Linked DNA regions of Callithrix jacchus: region 1 is linked to region 2. The links are chromatin contacts, called in public Hi-C maps. All regions are on one chromosome and are shown on one strand. The core of a region is the stretch at or near the end of the contact, and the rest is flanking DNA. Distances in the headings are between cores, read along the strand shown.

Region 1 (5,749 bases), core at 2,306-4,805, 150 kb after region 2:
GCAGGATATTCTGACACATGCCAGAACATGGATGGAACTTGAGGACACTATGCCCAGTGAAATAAGCAAGTCATGAAAGGACAAATGCTGTATGATTCTACTGACATGAGGTACTTTGAATAGTCAAAGTCATAGAACAGAAATTAGAAGAGTGGCTGCCAGGAGCTGAGGGAAGGGATGATGGGGAGTTATTGCTTAATGAGTACAGAATTTCAGTTTTGCAACATGAAAAGAGTTCTGGAAATGGATAATGGTGACGGTTGCAAAATGATATGAATGTATTTAATACCACTGAGCTCTACACTCACAAATGTTTTGGATGATAAATGTTATGTTATGTAATATTACCACAATAAAAAAATTGGGGGAAAAAAAGCAATATGACCCTTACTGAGGACTGCCAGGAGTAATGAAAGCAGGTAACAGGCCACGCCTGTAAACCTAGCACTTTGGGAGGCTGAGGCAGGTGGATCACCTGAGATTGAGAGTTTGAAACCAGCCTGACCAACATGGAGAAATCCCATCTCTACTAAAAAATACAAGATTAGCCAGGTGTGGTGGCACATGCCTATAATTCCAGCTACTCGGGAGACTGAAGCAGGTGAATCATTTGAACTCAGGAGGTAGAGGTTGCAGTGAGCTGAGATCGTGCCACTGCACTCCAGCCTGGGTGACAGAGCAAGACAGTAAGACTCCGTCTCAAAAAAAAAAAAAAAAAAAAAAAAAAAAGCAGTGAGACTAGAGTCTATCTAGATCAGAATTATTAGTCATATCATCATTATGGAAGTGATTAAATTAAAATGTAACAAAAATGTTTAAACGTATTTTTGCGATAACCAAATATAAAATTATAATAGTAGTACATTTTGCATATGAGAAAATTGAAGCACAGGAAAGTTAAATAATTTCTCCAAGAACACACAGTAAGTTGTAGAACCAGTTACCAAACCCAGGTAGTCTGGCAAACCCCCACACTGGCCTGGTCCTGAAAGCCCAGACCCTAAAACCTGAAATCTCTAGCCTCCAACTAATTTGATTGGTTAAACCAATCGCATCAATTTATTTCCTATGGGAATGCTCAGATGTTTAACTTCCTAATGTTCACTGAGACTCTTCAAGAGTGGGTGAGGGATAGAATATACAGCATTTCCTCAGTTTAGCCATTGAATTGATTTTTTTATAAGCATCTCAAGGAACTTGAGCCCAAATTTTGCAAAACTGCATGTAATATGCAATGTTGCGTTTGTTTGTCTTTTCCAGCTACTTTAAGAGAATATTTAAATTATTTTCTCTCATTTGGAAAATTTTTAAATTGAGATATTGAAAAACTTAATGATTTGTTCAAGGTCATAATCAGTTACTATTGTAGTCAGAATTAGAATCTAAGCCTGGCTACAATTTCAGGGATCTTCTTTTAAAGTTGTTGTTTTTTTTAACACTTTTTTTTTTTTAAGACAGGATATCACTCTGTTGCCCAGGCTGGAGTGCAGTGGCATGATCGCAGCTCACTGTAGCCTCGACCTCCCCAGGCTCAGGTGATCCTCCAACCTCAGCCTCCTGAGCAGCTGGGACCACAGGCATGCGCCACAATGCCTAGCTAATTTTTGTATGTTTTTGTAGAGACAGGGTTTCACTATGTTGCCCAGGCTAGTCGCGAACTCCTGGGCTCAAGTAATCTGCTTGCCTCAGCCTCCCAAAGTGCTGGGATTATAGGCATGAGTCACAAAATTATTTTTTTTCTAATTACGGAAGGAATACTAGCAAATTTCATTCCAGCAAATCAAACAATACCAAGCATTTACCTAGAGGAACTAAGTAAACCCCATAACACTAAATCTTGGTTATCTATTTCTGTATAACCACTTCAAAATTTAATGGCTGTGGCAGATTGTATTTTTCAAGACGGTTCTAACAAGATATTCCACACTACATGCGCTTCTTAAATGTGACTCTCCTCCCATTAAGAGGTGGAGTCTATATTCCCTCCTCTTGAATTTGGGTGGGCCTGTAAATGCAAGGTCGAAAAGGTGATACATCTTCCCCTCGATTTTCTTAGGAGTCACTCAGAATCCAGCCACCTTGGAAATGAGGAAGCAGAACAACCTCATGGAGAAACCACATAGGTGTTCTGCTGACAATCCCGGCTGAGATCCCAGTCAACAGCCAGCATAACCTCAGACATATGTTGAAGTAAATTAAAATGGAGACCATGCCTGAAGAATCCCTGAGCAGACAAAACCAGGCCTCATAAGTGACCTCAGCCTTGCTTGATTTACTAACACAAGGGAAACTTATGTTGAGCCATTTCTTGTAAATGTCTATATTAAAGAAAAACAGAACTTAAACTCAACCAATTGGAAGTAGCCAACAAACTTATATAACTAGGGACTTTCCAACAAGTTAGAATGAATAAAGCAACTGTATAATTGCAATCAATCAAATTTTTTATTTTGCTTCCACATTTACCCCATAAATACTTACCCCTGATGATTTGTCATGGGAAAACTAAGCTTCTAATTTCTTTTGGTTTGGTATTTCCCAATTCATAGATTGCTTCCTACTCAAATGAACTTTTAAATTTTTTTTGTGTGCCTCAGTGCACCTTTTACATATGTGAATGAGCAATTCCAAATGATTAGGGTTCCAAGCTTTTAAGTCATCTCAGGCTTCCAACTCTTCTCAGCTGAGGTCTCAGTGCTTCTGAAGCACAGACAAATCATCCACACTATACCCTTTCCAAATTCTTGACCCACATAATCCATGACATAATAAACTGGTTGCTGTTTTGCACCAGTAAGTTTGGAGTGGTCTGTTACACAGCAGTCGGTACCTGGAACACTCCCTTATCTTCCCCAAGGTAGCATCTTGGTGAAGGTGGAGCTACCAATGACCTAGAGATAGCAGAAAAAGGAGGCAACCTCAAGTCCCTGTGACTAGACTCTGGCACCCTAATGCTCTCAGATGTGTTGGGCTGGCCTCGTCCCTGAGTACCTTGTGCTGAGCGAAGTACAGCTTTTTCTGTTGGGCCTTTTGGAGTATCATCCTAACATTGACTTCTCAAGTGTCCGGTCTCATACCATCCCATTTGCCTCTAGTTGCCAAGTCCCTGCCCAGCGGGCTTCCTTGTCTTATTCCCAGACTTCTACAAAAGACATTTATTCTTGTCTAGGTATATTCCCTTAGAAGGAGATAGGAGTCAAATTTGTTCAGAATCCATTCCTCTCTCCATTCCCTCAACTCCTGATGGAGCTGGGGAAAGTTCTCACCACTTACTCCAAAGGGTTTTAAAATCCATTCCCTCAGGAGCAGGAGGCTTAGATTCCTTCCAGCACTGGCTTTGCCTTCAGGGTTTCACTGGAATATTTGAGAATGTTCTGCAAGGGATGAAGGGTGAGCAGCTGTGTTTGTTCAAAGCAGCAGGAAGTACTGCTGGACGCCAAACCCAGCCTCCTGCAGTTTCCTCACTGCCTCATCGTGTGGCCAGAAGAAGCCAAGCTATCCACCCCTTCCATGGTAGGGCTGGGGCTCATGTTCCTTTATTTGGTTCGAACCTCCCAGTTTACCACCCCAAGGACTTGAAGATAAATCACATTCTCAGCAGGCCTGGTTTCAAGTGATGCACCAGCATAAAAAGGGATTTGCAGGCAGTCAGTATAAATCATCTGGGTTTGGATCTAGCTCCAACACTTAATATAATGGGATCTCAGGCATGTCTCTACAATTTTACCTCTTCATCTGTAATATTTTTCTCTTCTTTTCTTTTTTTAAAGATGGGGTTTCACCGTGTTGGTCAGGCTGGTCTCAGGTGATCCGCCCGCCTTGGCCTCCAAAATGCTTGGATTACAGGCGTGAGCCACCACGCCCGACCCATCTGTAATATTTTGATAATAGTTATTTCATAAGATTATTAAAAGGATTCGATGACATAGGAAGTAAACGTAAAGCAAGAGTTAGTTACGATTAGAAAATGCATGTTAGCAAATTAAAGACTGAGAAAGCGATTTAATTAAAGAGAATTGCTTAATTATGTTCAACCCCAGATTTTCCTGCTTGATAAATTTACAGAACCCTTTCAAACGACACACCAGTAATTAGGATTAGGGTGGAGACGGAGGAACTGGAGTGAACGGGACTCGACTGGAACACGTCCACGCAAGAGTACGGGGTGAGGTGTGCAGGTCAGTGGGACCGCCACTCCCCTCGGGAAGGACACGGCAGTCTTTTAGTCCTCCTGGGGCTGAACCCGCGACGTCTACGCGAGGCTGACGGGACAGCGTGTTTGGATTAGCTCTTTTTCCGCCCCCTCGCCACAGCCCGCGCGCGTTCCGCTCTGCTTCCCTTCCACCCGCGTGTTGCCAGTACAGTCTCTGTCTCGTCCAGACCCCACTGTCGGGAACTGAGAACAGCCTTTCCCAGACTTCAGGTCTTGATTCACGCCTCCTGGCGGGAAAACTCCCGACTTCGGCGAGGAGCGGGGAGGGGAGCGGGGCGGGGTGCAGCGAGAGGAGGGGCGGGGCTCACGAGTGACGGAGGGCAGAAGGGCGGGGCGCAAGAGCGACTGAGAGCTGGACGCGGGTGAGAGGAGGGGCTTCGCGTGGGAGTGACTGAGGGAACCCTCAGGGGCGGGAGGGGGTGAGGCGCTCCTGGGTGTCCTTGAGCTTGCGGGAAATTCGGGTAACTGTTTCCCCAGGCCTCAGGCCTTCTGCGTCAAATGTGGGGTCTTCACTAGGCCTATGAGGTTGGCCGACGTTCAGGTGCCGGAGAGGAGCCGCCTACCCTGGGGCTGGGCAAGGGACTCTGCCTGGGCGCGCCTGGGCCGGGGAGGAGCGCAGGGCTTGATGCAGGGCACCTCGGCGTGATTCGCGGCGGGAAGTCTTTTCCACCCCTACCCTGATTTCCCCCATTCTCTTTCCTCGAAGCAACTGTTAACAGTTTCTTGCGTGCCCTTCCTAGATGATCTTCAGTCGTCCCTCGGTACTTTTCCAGGTTAGCACCCCACACTAAAATCTGCGGTCGCTCAAGTCCCTCCTATAAAATGGCATAGTATTTACATATAACTGCGCACATCCTCCCGCACAATTTAAATCAGCTATGGATTACTTGTAATACCTAATACAATGTAGTTATGCTGTGTTGTCTGTATTTGCATTATCTTTTGTTATTTTTCCCATTGTTTTGGGAACCTGCTGACGTGGGAGGCCAACTGTGGGAGGCCAACTAGATCTATACATGTATATATTTATATGTGCATAAATATCTTTCCTCCATTTTCCCCTTACTCAAATACCACACACTATATACACTACTCTTCACCCGAGTCTTTTCAGTTAGCAGTAAGTCTCGAACCTGTCCAAGAGCAGGATGACATGCAAAATAAGTGATTTAAAACTCTTTTTATGGCTGGGCTTTAGAGTACTTCCAGCTTTTTTCTTCCTTTTTTCGTTTTTCCTTTTTGAGACGAAGTCTTGCTCTGTCGCCAGGCTGGAGTGCAGTGGCGCGATCTCGGCTCACTGCAACCTCCGTCTCCCGGGATCAAGCGGTTCTCCCGACCTCAGGTGATCCACCTGCCTTGGCCTCCCAAAGTGCTGGGATTACAGGCGTGAGCCACCGCACCCATCTAGTCTCCATCTATTGACTTCATGATCTGTCCGCCTTGTCCTCCAGAGTGCTGGGATTACAGGCATGAGCCACTGCGCCTAGCCATACTTCCAGCTTTTTACTACTATTTTGACAGAGGGCTCACCTATGG
Region 2 (5,990 bases), core at 1,840-4,339:
AGGCTGACTCAGGTCCCCAAACTCTAGTGCCTGGTCCATCGCATGGCAAAGCCCCTAGGTAGGAGTAGAGGCAAGACCTTTGCTGGGTAGAGGAACAGACTTTAGAGACTGAAATTCAAGGCCCAGTTCTTGCTGTTCCTCTCTATCTAAGAGACATGTGGGGTCTGTGGGTGATGAAGGAATTTTTCTCTCAAATTTAAGCCTAATCTGCCCTAATCCCCACCCCTTAGTTCAGTCTTCTGAGGGACCTCTCATCTTCCCTTCTTTCTCTCCATAGCTCCGCAGCCCTTGAACTCTTTTCCCTGAGACTTACTTGGCCTGGGCCTGAAGCTCTGAGCTCTTGACCTTCTCCATCAGGTCCTTGCCATAGTCTGACACGGTCTGGAAGTACTGAGACACCAGGCTTTCCACACTCGACTCCTCTGCCTGTCTTCGAACCAAAGCTCCTGTACACACACACACACACACACACACACACACATACATTCTTTGCAGCTGGGTCCACAGCAGTGAGTCCTGGCCACCTGCCATACCTCTGCCAGTACCCACCCCAGCTCTCCGCCCCCTCCCCAAAATGGTATCCAGACAGATCTTTGGATGGCTTTCTGGGCTTTAGAGAGGGAATGATCTTTCTTTTGAGCCCTCTAGTTGCCAGACCCGGACATAAGAGCACAGGCAGATAGGTAGCTATAACCGCCAGCACCTTCTTCCTTCTGCCCACCCTCCGTGTCATACCCACCTTCAAGGCTGCAGATGGTGAGGAGCAGCACAGTTGCTGTGAGCAGCTTCATGTTGGTAACAGGGGCGAAGGCAGCCTAGGAACAGGGTGGTGGGGGTTGGGGTGACACTGAAGCCAAATGGGCTTCAGCTCCTCCCCAGGGATTCCAACCTGGCTCTCTCCCTCTCCACAACCGAAACCCAGGCCTCTTTGGATGCTGCCGACACCTCTTGCCTCCCCATCTTACCCAGTCAGCGTCTCTGTCTTTGGCGCCTGTGCCAGCCCTGGCTGGAGAGGTAGGGGCTATATACTACCAGTCTGTTTATCCACCCCCTGTCAGGTGACAGGAACTATTGATGGGCCTAGTGGGGCAGGGACCATTTTGGGATAAACAAGTTGGACAAATGGGGGAGGAGAAGACAAGCACATGGGAGACTGACTCATGGTGATGGGGTGACAGGCAGGGGGTACAGCCCTTAGTGAAGACTAAGGGGGTACACTTCAATATATTTGAGGTTCATTCTTTTGAGATCTGAGGTACTTGGATTTGAATGCAGCAGGAAGCAGGGTTTGAAGTTATTTCTCTGGAAACCTCTGACTTATCAACCCCTCAGCTCGTGGTATCTTTATTTCATTATGGGTAGATCTCATCTCCCAACTTTATCCTGCTTTACTGCGACTTGGCAGAGCGATACTGGGGAGCAGAAGAAAGGAGAAAGAAATTGAAATCAGAGACAGGGCTGAGGGCTGTGGGGGTTAGGGGAATGAAGGTCAGGGTTAGAGGGCAAGTGTAAATGACTTTGTTCCTTTTTGAGTTAATGTGTAATGAGACAGGGGGAGAAAACAAGAGAGCCCAGCCTGACTTGGATGCTGATCAGGGAGCCTACCCTACCCCCAGTAAAACAAATTCAGAAAACAGCTTCTGCCCATCCTCTCCCAGTGGAGGGCTCTGGCAGGAAAAGAGGTGAATACGAGGCTGTTGCCAGGATAAAGGTTGAAGGTGCCAGGTCATTTGATTACCTTATCAGTTCTAGGCAATAATCAGCCAATATTGAGTCAGCAGGGGCAACAGCCCCGGCCCTCGTCTCACTCCTGTTGGGGGCGGAGGAGGGAGAGAGGTACATTCCCAGGTTTAAAGCATTTGGGTAAAATCAGTTAAATAGATATCAGAAGTATTTTTATTTGTATCTTTCACCTTTTGTCCCCCAAGCTTACTCCCTGAGTATGTGGAACCTTCCTGAGAAGTAAGGGTGGAGGTGTGGAGCTAATGAGGGAGGTAGTGACCAGGGACCAAGAAATCTTTGTTTTTTAACTTTTGTTTTAGGTTCAGAAGCATATGTGCGGGTTTGTTACATAAGTAAACTTGTGTTATGGGGGTTTGTTGTACAGACTATTTCATCACCCAGGTATTAAGCCTAATACTCATTAGTTATTTTGAGTATAACTAATACTCCTCCCACCCTTCGCCCTCCAAGACCAAAAAATCTTACTCTATCTTCAGTTATTCCCCTGTGGAGCGTGTAGTGCTTGAGGACAGCCCATTGCCTTCCCCATGGTGCTGGGATGGGGTGCATTTGGGGACCAAGCCCCATATTCCTAGATTTTATTTGCCAACTGTGCCTGGGGACTCAGGGAAGGAAGGGTTAAATACAGAGAACAGCTGTTTCAGCGAGTACTTCCGCTAGAATTCACTCCTCTGAGCCAAACTCACACCAGTTTCCATTGTACCTAGTGGGCAAGAGTGGGGACTTCGAGAGATGTAGACCTCCAGAAGAGAAGGGTGGGTCCCTATCCTAGGGAGTGCTCAGCTTAATGAGTAGTACTCATCGGAGGTGAGCTGTGGGGGGCTGTGAGGATTCCCCAAGGGCTTTTTGGGGAGAGGGGAGAGATAGAAATAAACCAGGGTTCTAAAGAAGCCTTCATAAACGTTCTCTCTGTCACCCTTCACACAATGCCAGTCTACAAGCTGCAGTTTCACTTTTCTCATGAGTGATACTACATGGGTGGAAGGAGCTTCAATGGCCCAAGCTAGAAGATGCTCCCTCTAGTGTCTTGCATGCTCATAAGTTTTTTCCCGACCTTGGAGAGGCCTAGTGATCTAAGGCCATCCACTTAAGTCTAAGGGGCCACCAGTCAAGTCCCGCCCGCCTCTGCAGCGCCAGAGTTGAAGCTCTTGGGCCGGCAGACCTGCCACTCATTTGCTTCCTCCCTTCGCGTTGGCCCCGGGTAGATAGAGAGGCTTCTTTTTTTTCCCCACTGATTGGGCGGGACCCAATCGGGGTGGGGTGGGTCTTTGACAGCCTTCTTCGCCAGATTCAAAGATGGCGCTTATGGCCACGCTAAAAATGCAGCGTGAAGCTGCAGTTCTGCCATCACTCAAGATGGCTGCCCCCATCAAGATGACCGGGGTGTGCCGGGGGAAAGGGGCAGCATGATGGTCTGAGATGGTAAGGGATACTGCACCATTGCGGGCCTGGTCTTGGGGCCTGGGAATGAAGAGTAGAGAGACTAGGGAGCAAGATGAGGTCTGTGGTGGGGGCTAGGATTAAAGAAAGGGAGAGGGGACAGGGGTGACAGGTGGGGGTGAGAGATCAAAGATGGGGCGGGAGTGTGCTTGGGGTTGTCTCCCCATGAGTGCCCTCTTCCCCTACTCTTCCTGTTCCAGGTCTAGCGTCGGACCATGTGGAAGTTTCTGGGACTGGGGAGCCGGATAATGGGGGTGGGGCCTGTTGGGGGGTAAAGGGGCAATAGCGTCCTTTCACAGGCTAACCCCGGCCCTTCCCCGCCCTCTGGACTAAAATGGGGAACACATTGGGCCTGGCACCAATGGGGACTTTGCCCCGCCGGAGCCCCCGCCGAGAGGAACCTCTGCCCAACCCTGGGAGCTTCGATGAGCTGCACCGGCTATGCAAAGGTGAGAACTTGGCATTTGGGTATCTCAAGATGAAGGGGCAGAGAAGTGGAGGGTCCTGAATGCTGGATGTCCGGCGATGGGAGCAGGAAAGGGGAGATCACAGCTGGAGCATGCAGAGTCAGAGAGGAGCCAGTGCCCAAATGAAGTGGAGCATTTCATTGCAGGACTTGAAAGGAGGTTAATTCCTCCAAAGTCCTCCCTATGGGATTGAAAGGGGAGACTACCTTTTGGGGTAGGGGTTCCTTGTTTGTGCTTATTCCTTCCCTTCCCCTACCCACTTCAGATGTATTCCCAGCACAGATGGAGGGCGTGAAGCTCGTTGTCAACAAGGTTCTGAGCAGCCATTTCCAGGTGCTCCCACTTCTCTGGCCCCTCCTTACTATTCCTCCTTTCCTGTCCCTGGATCCTCTTCTCCTTTCCTTTGTACTCCAGCCCTAGCCAGGCTATGTGGGACAAATGAGGGAGGATGTGGGGTTCTCTTTACCTCCCTTGCCTGTGGGACTTGTTGCTTTTAATCCAATGATCCTGTGTATGTTGGAGTATTTGGGATTCTTGAGAGGCCCTCTGGATGGGGAGAAGAGATGAAGGGTGGGATGAGGGATTGAAGTGGGCAGGAATGTGCCACTCTTCTCCACTGACTCCTCTTTCCTCAGGTGGCTCACACTATACACATGAGTGCCCTGGGCTTGCCGGGATATCACCTCCATGCGGCCTATGCAGGGGATTGGCAGCTCAGTCCTACGGAGGTGAGGGCTCCACACACCTGGGTCATCTCCCTAAAAGCCAATTTGGGACCCAGTTCTGGAGGAGGAGGAATTGTGGGTGTTATGAGGAGGAATGGGATATCTCTTCTGAATGGGAGAGGGTAGTAGAGAAACATTTTCTGTGAAGAGCCCAGAGTGTGTCTCTGTGACTCCACCAGGGGGCTCTGTGTACTGTTAATGAAGTCCTATATTTGGGTTGAGGCTGAGTGGTGCCACCCGGCTCAGCCTTACTACTGTGTACCCACTTCCACAGGTGTTCCCCACTGTAGTAGGGGACATGGACAGCAGTGGTAGCCTGAACGCCCAGGTCTTGCTCCTCTTGGCAGAGCGGCTCCGAGCTAAGGCTGTCTTCCAGGTGACCAGTTCCTGCCTCCATCCCCTGAGACACTTCCTCTTTCTCCTCCACGGGTTTCCTGCTCTGAGGGCTTGGAAGGAGGAGCAGGGTCAATAAAGATCATAAAGAGGGAGAGAGGCCGGTGCCGCTGCTCACGCCTATAATCCCAGCACTTTCGGAGGCCAACGTGGGTGGATCACCTGAGGTCAGGAGTTCAAGACCAGCCTGACCAACATGGTGAAACCCCTTCTCTACTAAAAATGCAAAAATTAGCCGGGTGTGGTGGGGCAAGCCTGTAATCTTAGCTACTCGGGAGGCTGAGGCAGGAGAATCTCCTGAACCCGGGAGGCGGAGGTTGCAGTAAGCTGATATCATACCACTGCACTCCAGGCTGGGGAACGAGAGTGAAATTCCGTCTCCATGTCAGGAAAAAACCAAAAAGAGGGAGGGAGATTTTACTTCTTGCTCTTGCCACCCAGACGCAGCAGGCCAAGTTCTTGACATGGCAGTTTGATGGCGAGTATCGGGGAGATGACTACACAGCCACTCTGACCCTGGGAAATCCTGACCTGATTGGAGAGTCAGGTGAGGAATGGGACAGGGTTCTTTTCATCTTGGCTGTCCATTTTGCTAATGTTGACTATGTCTGTTCATCTTCTGTATGGTTCAGAGTTTAGAAAAGGAACTTCTTGTGCAGACTCGGGTGGGGCTTATGGGGGTGAGGGAGCAGACCTGGATGTTGTCTCTATGGCTGACTCCGTGTCTCCCCATTCCCCCACAGTGATCATGGTGGCTCACTTCCTGCAGAGCCTCACTCATCGGCTGGTGCTGGGCGGAGAGCTTGTTTATCACCGGCGGCCAGGCGAAGAGGGGGCCATCTTGACACTGGCTGGGAAGTACTCGGGTATGGGGTTAAGTCTAGTAATGGCCAGGAGAGGCAATTCTGGACTTTTCTGGGGTTCCTGGCCTGTGTCATACTATAGTAACACACCTTCCCCTCTGCCCCTTGAATTTTACAGCTGTACACTGGGTAGCTACATTGAATGTGGGATCAGGCGGGGCCCATGCAAGTTACTACCACAAGGCAAATGAACAGGTGAGACCTCTGGCCTCCTTCCCCTCCTCCTCAGCAAGTTAGTCATGAATTTCTGTCCATCTGGACCTCTACCGCCCTGCTGACCTGGTCTTCTTCCTACCATGCTGTGTATATATTTCCATGCATGCCTTCATTCTGCTGATCCCCATCAGGACCCTTCTGCT

Evidence for each region. A called contact is a pair of places that touch in the nucleus more often than the background predicts.
Region 1: a Hi-C map of skeletal muscle shows a contact between it and region 2, with 2.4 times the contacts expected there. The contact joins the enhancer-like site here to the promoter of TOMM40L in region 2. A contact is called at or near these places in 3 of 3 Hi-C or Micro-C datasets (induced pluripotent stem cells and skeletal muscle).

What each region holds. Positions count from the first base shown.
Region 1 is chr18:21,233,681-21,239,429 of calJac240_pri, forward strand. No RefSeq gene overlaps it. Among named protein-coding and RNA genes, the nearest start is that of TRNAV-CAC, 5.6 kb to the right of the region's middle. Within about 2 kb of position 3,556, at least 12 of the 16 cell types and tissues checked have an H3K27ac peak or open chromatin away from gene starts, as enhancers often do. A contact at or near this core is called in skeletal muscle, where this site is marked.
Region 2 is chr18:21,084,920-21,090,909 of calJac240_pri, forward strand. TOMM40L (translocase of outer mitochondrial membrane 40 like) reads left to right here and starts at 3,090. Exons shown (of 9, transcript XM_078356132.1): 1 at 3,090-3,165; 2 at 3,483-3,632; 3 at 4,286-4,378; 4 at 4,650-4,751; 5 at 5,210-5,315; 6 at 5,512-5,634; 7 at 5,750-5,826. The coding sequence starts at 3,163. APOA2 (apolipoprotein A2) reads right to left here and starts at 998. Exons shown (of 4, transcript XM_002760240.6): 1 at 966-998; 2 at 740-815; 3 at 314-446. The coding sequence starts at 791.